Linked DNA regions of Mus musculus: all the other regions are linked to region 3. A link is a contact called in public Hi-C data. All regions are on one chromosome and are shown on one strand. Each heading gives the region's core, a stretch centred on a gene start, on an enhancer-like site or on the middle of the called end of the contact. The rest is flanking DNA. Distances are from core to core; before and after follow the strand shown.

Region 1 (3,757 bases), core at 655-3,154, 130 kb after region 3:
CTCTTAGGATGAATGTTCTTGGATTATCAAGTTACTTTCAATTGTTAACATGCAGGGTTTCCCTGTTTCATGTGAACTTCAAACTTAATAACATCTTCAAACTATAAAGTAAAATAGAGATCTGAAAAGTTTCTCTGTTGAAAGACGTTGAACTAATAATTGGGAGAAGAGAGATGGCTTTACTGTTGTTCTATTGCTGTGAAGAGACAGCATGACCAAGGCCAACTATTATTGAAACAAGCATTTAATTGAGGGCTTGCTTACAGTTTCAAAGTTTAGTCCTTTATCAACATGGTAGAGAGCATGACAGCACGCATGGTGATGGAGAAGTAGCTGAGTGGTACATTCTGATCTGGAGAGAGAGAGACAGAGACAGACAGAGACAGACAGACAGAGATACATAGAGAGATTGGGTCTGGCATGGGCTTTTGATATCTTGAAGTCCACCCCTAATGACACATTTTCTCTAAAAAGGCTAAACTACTAATCCTTCTAATCCTTTCAAAGAGTTCCACTCACTGGCAACTAAGTATTCAAAGATATAAATCTATGGGAGCCATTATTATTCAAGCACCAGGAGAAGTAACCCCAGGGCAGATGAGTAATCTCTTCAAGTCCTGCCCATGATTAGTCTTAGTATCTTCTACTGTAAACAAGAGGATTTATTCATCAGTTTGGTAAGATCACTTCTAGCATTATGATGTCAACACCCAAGAGTCCAAACTGAACTGCAGCAGCCAAAGTAAGGATATACTGGAAAGTAAAGAACCACTGATGGCACTAAAATGTCAAATTCTGTATACTAAGTGAATCCCCTGCTTTTCTAAGATTGAAGCTGGTAGTTTGATAAGCATTCAGTGGTTGTATAACTGAGAATACAGCCACCATAGAGCCCACCAAGGGCTAATCAAGAAAATCTAAAATGCAGCCTGTACTTTCAACTTATTTAATTCTCCATTAGGAATTTTACATCACATATAATTAGGATATATACATATATATCACAAATGAAAATTATTTTCTGACTAATAAAATATTTAAAATTCACTTCTATAGTTTAATTTTAATAATTCCAAGAACCTATGAATCAAGCAGCACACTGTTCTCTAAGACAGTGAAGGTGAACTCTCAGCTACTCGGACTTCTTTTGAAAAAAATGACACAGTACAGTAGGGGGTGGTGTTTTATCTGTGACCATAGTTTCCAGGTCTAGCAAGGTAATGACTGACATTTCCCCCCTCTCTATTTTTTCATCTTATCTTTTTCCTCTCTAACTGCCCAATTGTGCTAGTAGTTGGAAGATAGTACTGATGGTTTTAAAAAACATTCTATCCAGATTGTGGGAGCAGCATGTGGCAGTCTTCCCGCTGAAGCAAATGTGTGGAATGTCACTGACTTCAGCAGGTGGCCTTCAGTGTGACAGGCCAGCTGCATACAAAGTGCCCCTCCCAGGGAATCCAACCTTTCCGGGACTGGTTCAGTTGTACAGGTAGCAAGGCTGGGAGCACAAAGGAGAAGAATCCTGAACCAGTGGACACAGGCACACTGTCTAGTGACTAAACCCCTGCTGTTTTCGTTCTTTGTTGATGCTTTTAATGACTTTAAACAAATACATATGCAACCCCCACTATTATTTTAATATGGGGCAGGCATATTACAATAAGGTCAGTGTTGTCTTTCAACAGTCCTCTTGTTGTCCATTCCTGGTTAGACATGGCAGTTTCATGTTCCAACCAATTTTTCAGAGTTCTTTTCAGTTTGCCAAGGTGTGTCCCTCTAAAGGCTTTAGACTGACAAACAGAAATTAGCTGCCACTCCCCTGGCAGGCTACCATACATTCTGATTAGTGTTCTGGCTGTTAGCACAGCTAACTCGCTCATTATAAACAGCCCCAACATACCAGGAGCTCATCCATCAGACCTCTGCGTTTATTACAATGGAAAGGAGGTTGACACACAGTCTTATATGCTCCATCGGTTCCTTTGTTGAAGATTATCCTTCATTTGCAGGCAAGCAAATTCAGCTTGATCCGGTTACTGTCTGCAGCCAGAGAGAGAAAGCGCACTTGCAGCTGCTTAGAGGGTAGAAAAGGAAAAGTTTTTATCTTTGTCTATTGTTTTCTCTTTTCACAGATAGTTTTCTCACGGTAGTCCTCAGACTTGTTTCTTGGATTATGTATTTATGTTGGGATTAGGGATAAAAATTTGAGATTGCCAATATCCAGAAACTTAATAAAAACAAAGATTTAATTAGTCCTAGTCATAAGGGAAACAATATCTAACTAGTTACAGAGGTGATCATGTTTGCATGAGGATGATCAGGAATGTCTAAAATGAAAGGCTTAGGAATTACAGAAACTCTGTTTACCTAGTCATGGTGCCACATACCTTACTCCCTTAGCCCTTGGGAAGCACAGACAAGCAGATCTTGGTGAGTTTGAAGTCAGCCTGGTCTATATAGCAACTATATAAAGAGACCCTGTTCCAGACCAACCAAACAACAAAAAGAATCAAGGAAATTTAGCTCCTTTAAAAGGAAGTATGGAACAATGCTTTGCAGCAAAATTACATGAAGATACGATGACCGAGCACAAACTATCTATGTTGGTTAGTGCTAACTCCTTTTCCCATTCTCTCTCTCTCTCTCTCTCTCTCTCTCTCTCTCTCTCTCTCCAAAACAATAAGCTTACAGGAGACTAGGAGACTGTTCCCACCATGACTGCTCACTCAGGAGGACCCAGCTAACCTACTCACAATCATTCCAAGAGGCAAACCTTAAGCATCAATTTTCCCACTTGATTCTTCCTCCAGAGGGATTTAAAAAAAAATCTGCATCTACAGTAATGTCCCACAAAAATTTTTCAAAATTTGGAAGACCTTAGACCAGGAAAATAAAACAATAACAGTGAAAAGGGGCTGTAGAACCAAGCAGCTAAAGGCAGAAGAGGAGTGATATTTACTACTGAGTAAACAGGACTTGTCTAAGGACTCTGCTTTTAGGGCGGGTGAATCTCTCAGGAAAACAACGGACTCCAGTTTTTTTTTCCCCTTTGAGTAGCTTAGTTTGGAGTCTAACTTCAATAATTTTATGGCCTGGTGTCACCTCTTTAACATATTTGTGAGAGTTGACAGATCTGACAAAAATAAGTGTCTCAGATTTGCCAGAGGTGTTATGGAGTGGGTGAGTATAGTGCTTATGTTAAGACACTGAGCCCAAAAGATTATCTGTTTACTGTCCTGTCCCTGCCCTCCATTTCTGCCTAATGGGATGAAACTTCCTTATGCACAGAAATAAGAGACCAAGATGAACAAGAAATATACTTTTAAGGCAATATAGATATCAAGTATTCCTACATATTTATAGTTACCATTGCATAGAGAGTGATCAGGATGAGTGGGGGGTGGAAATGTATGAGGGGTGCGAATGATCTTTAAAAGGAAGAGATAAGGAGAAGACATCATGGATGGTAAAGCGAAACTTGGACATCTAGAAAGGAGCAAGCCAGACAAAGCCAGAGAGGAAAGAAGAGTCAGCGAAGGAGAAAGAAGCACAGACAGGCGCAGGGCATGGATTCCAGGGGTCAGTAGAGGGAAGTTTAACAAAGCATTCACAGACAAACCTTCTATAAGGGAGGGAGGTGGTGGTAAACTAGCTTCCTTAACTCTTATTGTCTCTTTCAGCTTTAAGATGTTCAAGTGTGGCAAAACCAAAACACTCAAAGAAAAAGCTTGTGCAAAGGTGATCAAACAAGAATATG
Region 2 (4,046 bases), core at 593-3,092, 66 kb after region 3:
CAAGCATCAAGTGCTCTTGTTTGGCTTCTGTCTGACATGTCACCTACCTGACACTATGCATAGGTCTTCACTTCTGTTAAGTGGCACATAAATGCCTTTCCATTTTTTGATATCATTTCACAAAGTGATGTCCTCCGAGATGAGAAAGTGAAGTTCAAATGGTCACAGCAGGCGGCCTAAGAAAATCCGAGAGCTAAAGTGTTTCCTTCAAAAACTAGAAAAAAAGGAAGAGCACGTGATGAACTATTCAGGGTATTATTGGGGAAAAATAAGAATAATTCTGAGCAGCTCAGTTCCTTTAATCTCTTCTTAATAGTCTTTATTATTGCTGCTTTGTGGGTAGTCATTATTATATTTCTATTGTTATTCAGATGGCAATCACCCTTTCTTTCATCTGTGAATTTGTTTTATGTAATGAACCATTATTATTCAGAAACTCTTTTCTATTTACCTCTCTTGTTTTCCTGAATCACTGTGTATAAGTTGCCTGGAAATTTATCATTTTAAAGGGGAAAATACTTATTCACACTAACTCAGGGGCTATTATTGAAAGGAATAGTTTTCCTTGGCACAAAAATAAAGCAGAGTCAACACTAATATGGAATTAGAAGTCACATCTAAATGATAACCATATGTTATATAATAGTGAAGTCTGTGTCAAGAGGAATTTACTATAAAGTTCAGGAGCTCTGGTGGGGTGCTTTGTTAACACCTAAGGATGAGTTCAAAGTTGCTAACTTGAGCTTTTGTGGGCAATTCATATTTTACAACACACAAGACAATCCCTAGCCACACCTTCTCTATATTGTAACATTTTTCATCTTTACCTACATACACACATGATGGCTCTCATGCAAGCACACATGCACACACAGCCCTCGAGTGACCTTCCTGATTTATCTCTGTACAATTCCCTTGATAATTATGTAACTAATATCAGTACAATAATATCATTTCAAATGCATAAAGTTCCTAAAGGAGAATGTTTATATAAGGTTCACTTTTTGTTTCCTACCAAGAAAAGGTATTAAGATCTCTAAAAGACACAATGTACTTTGCTTTTAAAGTAAAAGGAAAAATTGCCATCAATTTTTCAGAATGCTGACTCAAGTCCACAACCCAAGAAGCCCCAGGAAAAGCCATCAGTATCAAACATCCTCTTTTATCCACTCCCCTGCACTGAAATCCATGCACTTGGAGCTGCTATTACACCTTAGACAGTGAAGTATACTTTCTTAGATAGGACTCTGGACACAGTCTGTGCTGAAATACTGGGGGTATCACAATAGTGCTGACAATTTCAGCTAGAAGAAGCCAGGGTTCATCAAAAGGGGCAGAGGGGATTAAGTGTGAACAAAGTCAGTTAATTTCATTCATGATCTGATCTTACCTTCTCCTGGTCTTTCAAGGCTATAGCCCAATTATTGTGCACCAAGAAAGAAAGATAGAAAGAGAAAGAGAGGAAGAGAGGAAGAAAGAAAAAGAGAGAGAGAGAAAGAAAGAAAGAAAGAAAGAAAGAAAGAAAGGAAGGAAGGAAGGAAGGAAGGAAGGAAGGAAGAGAAAACGGAGGAACAGGAGAGAGAGAGAGAGAGAGAGAGAGAGAGAGAGAGAGAGAAAGAGAGAGAATCTGTATTACTTTTTATAAATCACATAAGCAAATGGTCTTTGAGTCCTTAAGTACTCTTGGGCTTATCTCTTTCTTTAAATTGTGATAGTAAAACAATAAAACTGAGATTTAATTTTAACTAACATTGGTCTGTCTGAGGCGGTAAGTAAAGATGGTGAGGTAGAGAAATATTAATCCAGGCTGGTTATTTAACATCTGCCTGAGTGTGAGGAGGATACTGTTGAAGGCACCTGCTCAGGACAATGAAGCTCCTCAATTATGCTTTGGTCTATCGCCGCTTTCTCCTTGTGGTTTTCACTATTTTGGTTTTCTTGCCACTCCCTCTCATCATCCGCACCAAGGTAAGCAAGCTTGGAGCACACACAGGCACATGGCTTGGGCTGTGCCATGGGTTGTCCTTCGATGTTGATCATGGTCTGGCTCAAAGTTGAAGGAATGGTAATACTTTCTGCTTGTTTATACATTGTACTTGCCTGTTTTCTTCATTTTTAATGGTTGGTATTATTTTCATCTGGTCATTATTAAGTGGAATAACTAGACATAATAATCAATGAGATTTGTTCTCCACCTATCAACTAGATGAAAGAAAGAACAAAAGAAACATAACCCTTTAGATCTCTCAAGTTCTCAGCCTCCAGGGAGCATCATGGGTAACGATCTCTTCCCCCAGGAATAAGCAATTATATATTTCTATATAAAGGACTCGCAGGGATACCCAGCTTTGTGACATTGTGATATGATGTTGTTGTCAGCTACAAATATGTTGTGTTGTAGTCATTGTTATTCTAGGATGCAGGAGCCCCAAGGGCTTGCAGGTTACACAGCCCTAGACAGAACAATTGGCAAAGTAAGGTCTAGAGATACTTACAGAGCTGTCAGCTCTGTGGCTTAGAGTCAGCCACAAAACTTCCCAGAAATTTAATTTCCTTCTGGAACAGAGACATCAAAGTTGTGAAGTTATGTTCCAGGTTAATCAGAAAATGTAGTAAGTCATCGCTTTGCTCACTTCAGATTTTCGTGTACATATGTTGGCATACTTACAAATATCTTTCAGTTTCCTTTTGAAAAGAATCAGTCTATTAAGCCCAGACTATTAAGCTCAGTGAATTTTCCACGTTTTGGTGATGTGGTCTGAACAAGCAAACACTCAGTGAGCGCCTTTGTATTAGGACTGTAGAAGTGTGAGCTGGTGATAGCAGAACAGGTGCTAGAGACAGGCTCCCTGCTTGAGATGCCATAGTTAGCATTTGCAAGCTGTGTGACCTGAGCAACTTACGTAACCTTCCTGTACTTCTGCTTTCTCAGAAGAGCGGGATCATGGCAGGCTTGTTGTGAGCACTAGATGAGTCATTACTCACCAAACAGAGCGGGGTTTTCCTAGTCTCCCTTCATGTGCTGCCTATACAGCTAGGGGAATTCTTACCCTCCCTAGGCGTGCAGTCCCTCCACTCAGTAGAAGAGAACCCAGCTGATGCTCTTTAGCCATTAGTACTGTTGTATTAATAAAATAGAATAATTACGGTACATTGGGTACCCTAGCTTCCCGCAGAAGTCTTAGCCACCTAACTGGAAAATCCCTGAAGGAAATTCACGTGCAGTAATAGAATGCTCAGCCAGATTTCATCTTACTGTAGCTTTCTGCACTTGATTCCCACCCAGGAGACTAGGCAGCTATGTGACCCTGGTGCATGGACCAGATAACAGAATTGACTCGTACATACAGGGTTCCAATACAGCTCCTCCTCTCACCATTTCTAGGTCTGTTACTTCATCTATTATGCACAATAACTTCTTTACAAGCTCCCTGATCATATGAATCTGCACATAGATCAGAATTTTCTCCCAGGCACATTTTGATTCATACATGGATGCTTACCATATTTTAACATTCCTGCCTTAGTCTCAACATGGGCTCTTACTTATTTCAGGGAATACATGAAATTAAACTCCATAGGATTAAATACATAAATGAATCCTATGTCATGAACACACATCAGCCGTACTGCTCCACTGATGTACAGATGCATCGCACTCTAATTATTATGCATAATTTTAGAGGAAAAAAAATACAAGCTCACTGAGAAATGAAACAAATACATAAGTAAAAAAGCAATGATATGAGTTCATGATTCACCACCAGGAAAGTGTATCATTGCTAAGATATTCACTTATTGATTTTCCTTTCCCAAACATGCAATGGTAAACGTATATTACGTCTTCACATTAGCGCAAGTACATTGAGTACAAAGCAAGGAGTCTGGTATCAAGTTGTACTTATGAATGTGTGTCCCTTTTGCTTCATTCTAATCAATTCACTTGTTAAAATTCAATTAATTTTAATGAGGAAAAAATCCATAACACCATAACAGAATTTTATTTTATTTTATTTTATCTTTGGCAAATTTGAATAGAAATTTTA
Region 3 (3,895 bases), core at 1,177-3,676:
TGCCTTTTGTAAGTGACATTAGCCTGTTAATGAGATAAATACCCTCATGGCCTCACCCTCTCTTAGAAACTGCACCTCTTTGCAGGGACTTAAGTTCCTACTAGTATATGCCTTTTACAACAAATAGATCTCCAAAGATTTGCACATTTGTCACTAAGTCCTTGTACTCTGAGAAGAGCTGTGCTCTGTTTGCTGGTTGCAGCGATTGTTTTATGCTTGACTCAGTGTTACCAGAATTGACTCTGATTTCTTCAGACACCCCATAATTCCCCCAGTTTATTCATAGATTGCCAGGAGTCTGTATAGTTTTAATGTGACTTCATATTTTCAGCAAAGCCGTTGGGAAATACTTGATGTCAATAAAATCTACTGTTCATCATATTAAATATTCGCATAATTTGTGTATCATTAGACATGTTAAACTGATATATATATATATACATATATATATATATATGAGAGAGAGAGAGAGAGAGAGAGAGAGAATGGGTACAGATCTGATCTGACCCCTTTCCTTTAAATACAAAAGAGTTTCTTAAGTGGCGGTAAGTATATATTTCCAGTTGCCCAGAAACAAAAATTAGACCAATGCAAAAGCTGTATTTCAGCTTTGGACTCTCTCAACCCCTTTCAACTATGGTGTAGTCGTCATACTTGTTATTGTTGTTTTTGTTAAGCTGACAATAGAATATAATTTAATCATTTTAAATGAACAAATAAAAAGTCAAAATGGACAAATGATATGTTTAGGGATCCACATAATGACACATTGAATGTCATTAATGCTGACTGCTACCTTTCCCTATGTTCAGAGCTGGAAACACCAGGTTAGCAGCTGGCCATGGCAACTGCTTTTCTCAGAGGTCCTAAACCAGGACAGTCAAGGACAGTGACTACCACTGTAAAAGGAGATCAAGATGTAGTTTCAGCCACTTCACTAAATATTTGTACTTCCATAAACTACATCCCATCACCAACAGTCAAATGGAACAGAAAAATCTCATGGTGGAATTTCAACATGAATTGAATCTGGATCTACACTTCTAGCAAGGGAGCTAGAATAGGAAAGAAGAGATCCACATTTGTTAAATAAAGGAAACACAAATAGTTACAACTGTGAAGTTGTAAAGGTACCATCAAGGGGCTGGGTAGCAGTGCATATAGAGGACCCCTTGAACTGCTATGAAACCAACCAGAAAAAGAAGGACAGCTGCTCCTCACGGCATGGAAGCCAGGGGTTCAGGTGGAAGGGCTTAAAAGTGAGTCAAAGCATTGGAGTGAAGAGCAAATCCTGACCACCTCAGCTCTGCTCCTGGATCTCCAGCCTACTCACAGCCTGGATACAGCAAAGTGATTCTGTCCAGCGAGCCAGTGGTGGACTGATGCAGAACAACTAAGCCAGGATGTGAGTAGGATGCTCCAACAAGCCTTCAGCCCTTTAAGCTGAATGGTATCCTCCAGGTCAAATAATACAAAAGGATTACTTTTGTTCCATCTGACAGAATAGAGACAAGAACTCATCAAACTCAATGATGCTTAGGCCTCTGTTCAGCTGGAGGGAGGAGTCTTGCTAAAAAACAAAACAAAACAAAACAACCCAAAACAGTGTTGCAGAAAGAGCCAAGAGGATCCTGCTGTCTCTTGCTAACAAATACTGGAGCCTCTCTGCACCACTCTTGTAGTCTTTAGCATTCATACGATTCAAGCGTAGAGTGTCTATAAATCAGACCAGCCTTAAGGTGTAGCACAGGGAGTGTAATGGGAGTCCCCACAAGTAAATCCCCTCCAGGGAAAGGCAGAGAAGATGCTGGACATTGAGGTGCCTGCTAGATGCCAGGAGAAGGGAGCAAAGCCAGCCTCTTGAGCCCTATTTGAGTGCCTACTGCCTAGCCAGTCAGGGAGGACTCACTGAGCCCAGCTCACCTCCACCAACTCCACAATGTCTACCAACACCTTTCGTGAGAGTAAAAAGTGTGGCTGGGCTGACAGTAACCTCTTTGTAGGGAAAGGGACCCCAGGCTCCATTCTATGTGGTTGGGTATAGATGGTTTCCTGTTAGCCAGGTCAAAATCCCCGGAGATTCAACTTAGCTCTTTAGAGGGGAAACCTTTTGGGCAAAATGACAAAAGGAAAGACCACTCTTCAGTTCCATTCTATTCCATTTGTTAGAAAAATCCCAAATGTTGGGGACTCAAAAGCACTTACAGAGTGATTGAGGGGTGACAAGAGAATCTGGCATGGCCCTGGTGGAGTGAAGACTCAGGGCACTGATAAGAATGAGAGAGGTGACCTCTGTCTCTCAGACGAAGTGTCTGGGCTCTTGAAGTTCAGCCTCCATGGAGGAATTCCAGCACCTAAAGGCCACCAGAGGACAGGCTTGGGAGCCAGAAGGCCTTATGTCTCTGAGCACTGGAGGGAGACCAGATGGTGAGCAGGAAACCTGCCTTCTGTCTCTCAGAGTGTCATTTCTGGGGAAGAAAATAGGTACCCATAAACACCAAGAGAGAAGACAGAGGACTAAGCCTTCCAGTGTCCAGATTCATACGACCTCAGGTTAGATGCTGATGGAGTCCCCACCTCCTTTGCTCATGGAGTATTCTCTGGATAACTTTTAGTATTGCCCAGGAAGAAGATGTACTTTACTGGGTTTTAGTGTATTGATTTCTTCTTTGTCCATCACAGGAAAATTTTCATCCCTAGGAAACTGCTTTGGGGAGATTAGGTAATGGTCAGTTGAAACCATCTGCTTTCACAGCATAGATATCTAAAGCCTATAAATGTCTATCAGCTTTTAAAGACAATATATATAAGCACCCTTCTTTAATAGGCAAATATATTATTATTATTATTATTATTATTATTATTATTAATATTATGGTCTGAAAGAAATAATCCTTGAATTATAATCGGCACCACTTTTTATATCTCAGTCTTCATCCTACAGAGGTGGGAATAACTTGAGTCACCAACAAATACTGCTCAGAATCCAGCGAAGGAGAATAGAACTCCAGGAGTAAAAGGAAGTACATTTAAGGACACCAGATCTCTTTGGACTTGGGTGCTATGTCTCCCAAGTTCCCCTAACTTAGTCATCCTGATTCTTCTCCTGTACCATTGATGCTCTTAACCAATTGTCTAGAGCCTCAAAAACACATAGCATTACCTTACGCTCTACATTTCGGTTCACACCTCCTTGAAGTTGCATCCCAAATCCTGCAGAATAACAATCCCAGACACATGTTTTATATATCCAGATAGTTACAACTGTGGAATATCTATCATCTATCTATCTATCTGTCTGTCTATCTGTCTGTCTGTCTGTCTATGTTCCATGTGGTTCAAGTAATAAGTGCATTAAATGAATATAATAGCAATTGGAATAACTTATGAAAATATGCCACTTTAATGCTTTTTTTTTAATGCTTTTGGTCTTGATCTTGCCACACTCCAGGCTGTTTTGCTGTTATTTCCAGGCCTTCCTCTCACCTTGATTTAAATGGGTCTGGTTTCCTTGCTGACCTCTATGTTTTCAGCACCATGTGAAAAGTGATGCTTTGGTTGCCTTCAACTCTAGGAATTCATGACAGCAGACAGTATAACTATTGAGGTTCACTGTCTATTCATCTGTGAAAGCAGGACAATGATTCTTGCTGTATTCATCTTGTAGTTTTCCAAAAGGAGTTAATATAAATAACTATGAAAAACCTTAAATCATCATGGCACTACATCAACAGATTGTGGTCACACTAAGGAAGCCTGCTGCCTGGATTCACAGTCTCAGAAGAGTCTTGATAAGAGAGTGTCCCCTGGAGGTCATTGTTAACCCCCCTTACCTTTAGAGAGTGTGCATCACTTTTACTTGTACTCTTGCTTGTTCTCTAAGTTGAAGCTTCAT

Evidence for each region. A called contact is a pair of places that touch in the nucleus more often than the background predicts.
Region 1: a Hi-C map of cerebellar granule neurons shows a contact between it and region 3, with 2.3 times the contacts expected there. The contact joins two enhancer-like sites. A contact is called at or near these places in 7 of 484 Hi-C or Micro-C datasets (brain, cerebellar granule neurons, cerebellum and 2 more) and 1 of 115 datasets of contacts at active chromatin or transcription factors (pancreatic cancer cells).
Region 2: a Hi-C map of cerebellum shows a contact between it and region 3, with 2.1 times the contacts expected there. The contact joins the promoter of Slc13a1 here to the enhancer-like site in region 3. A contact is called at or near these places in 3 of 484 Hi-C or Micro-C datasets (brain, cerebellum and nephron progenitors), 1 of 115 datasets of contacts at active chromatin or transcription factors (embryonic stem cells) and 1 of 9 other capture datasets (adipose tissue).

The regions. Positions count from the first base shown.
Region 1 is chr6:24,104,033-24,107,789 of GRCm38.p6, reverse strand. Slc13a1 (solute carrier family 13 (sodium/sulfate symporters), member 1) reads left to right here. Exons shown (of 15, transcript NM_019481.2): 9 at 3,681-3,757. Among named protein-coding and RNA genes, the nearest start is that of Slc13a1, 62 kb to the left of the region's middle. Within about 2 kb of position 1,904, at least 19 of the 459 cell types and tissues checked have an H3K27ac peak or open chromatin away from gene starts, as enhancers often do. A contact at or near this core is called in cerebellar granule neurons and cerebellum, where this site is marked.
Region 2 is chr6:24,165,888-24,169,933 of GRCm38.p6, reverse strand. It overlaps Slc13a1 (solute carrier family 13 (sodium/sulfate symporters), member 1), which reads left to right and starts at 1,842. Exons shown (of 15, transcript NM_019481.2): 1 at 1,842-1,968. The coding sequence starts at 1,870.
Region 3 is chr6:24,232,347-24,236,241 of GRCm38.p6, reverse strand. No RefSeq gene overlaps it. Among named protein-coding and RNA genes, the nearest start is that of Slc13a1, 66 kb to the right of the region's middle. Within about 2 kb of position 2,426, at least 2 of the 459 cell types and tissues checked have an H3K27ac peak or open chromatin away from gene starts, as enhancers often do. A contact at or near this core is called in cerebellar granule neurons and cerebellum, where this site is marked.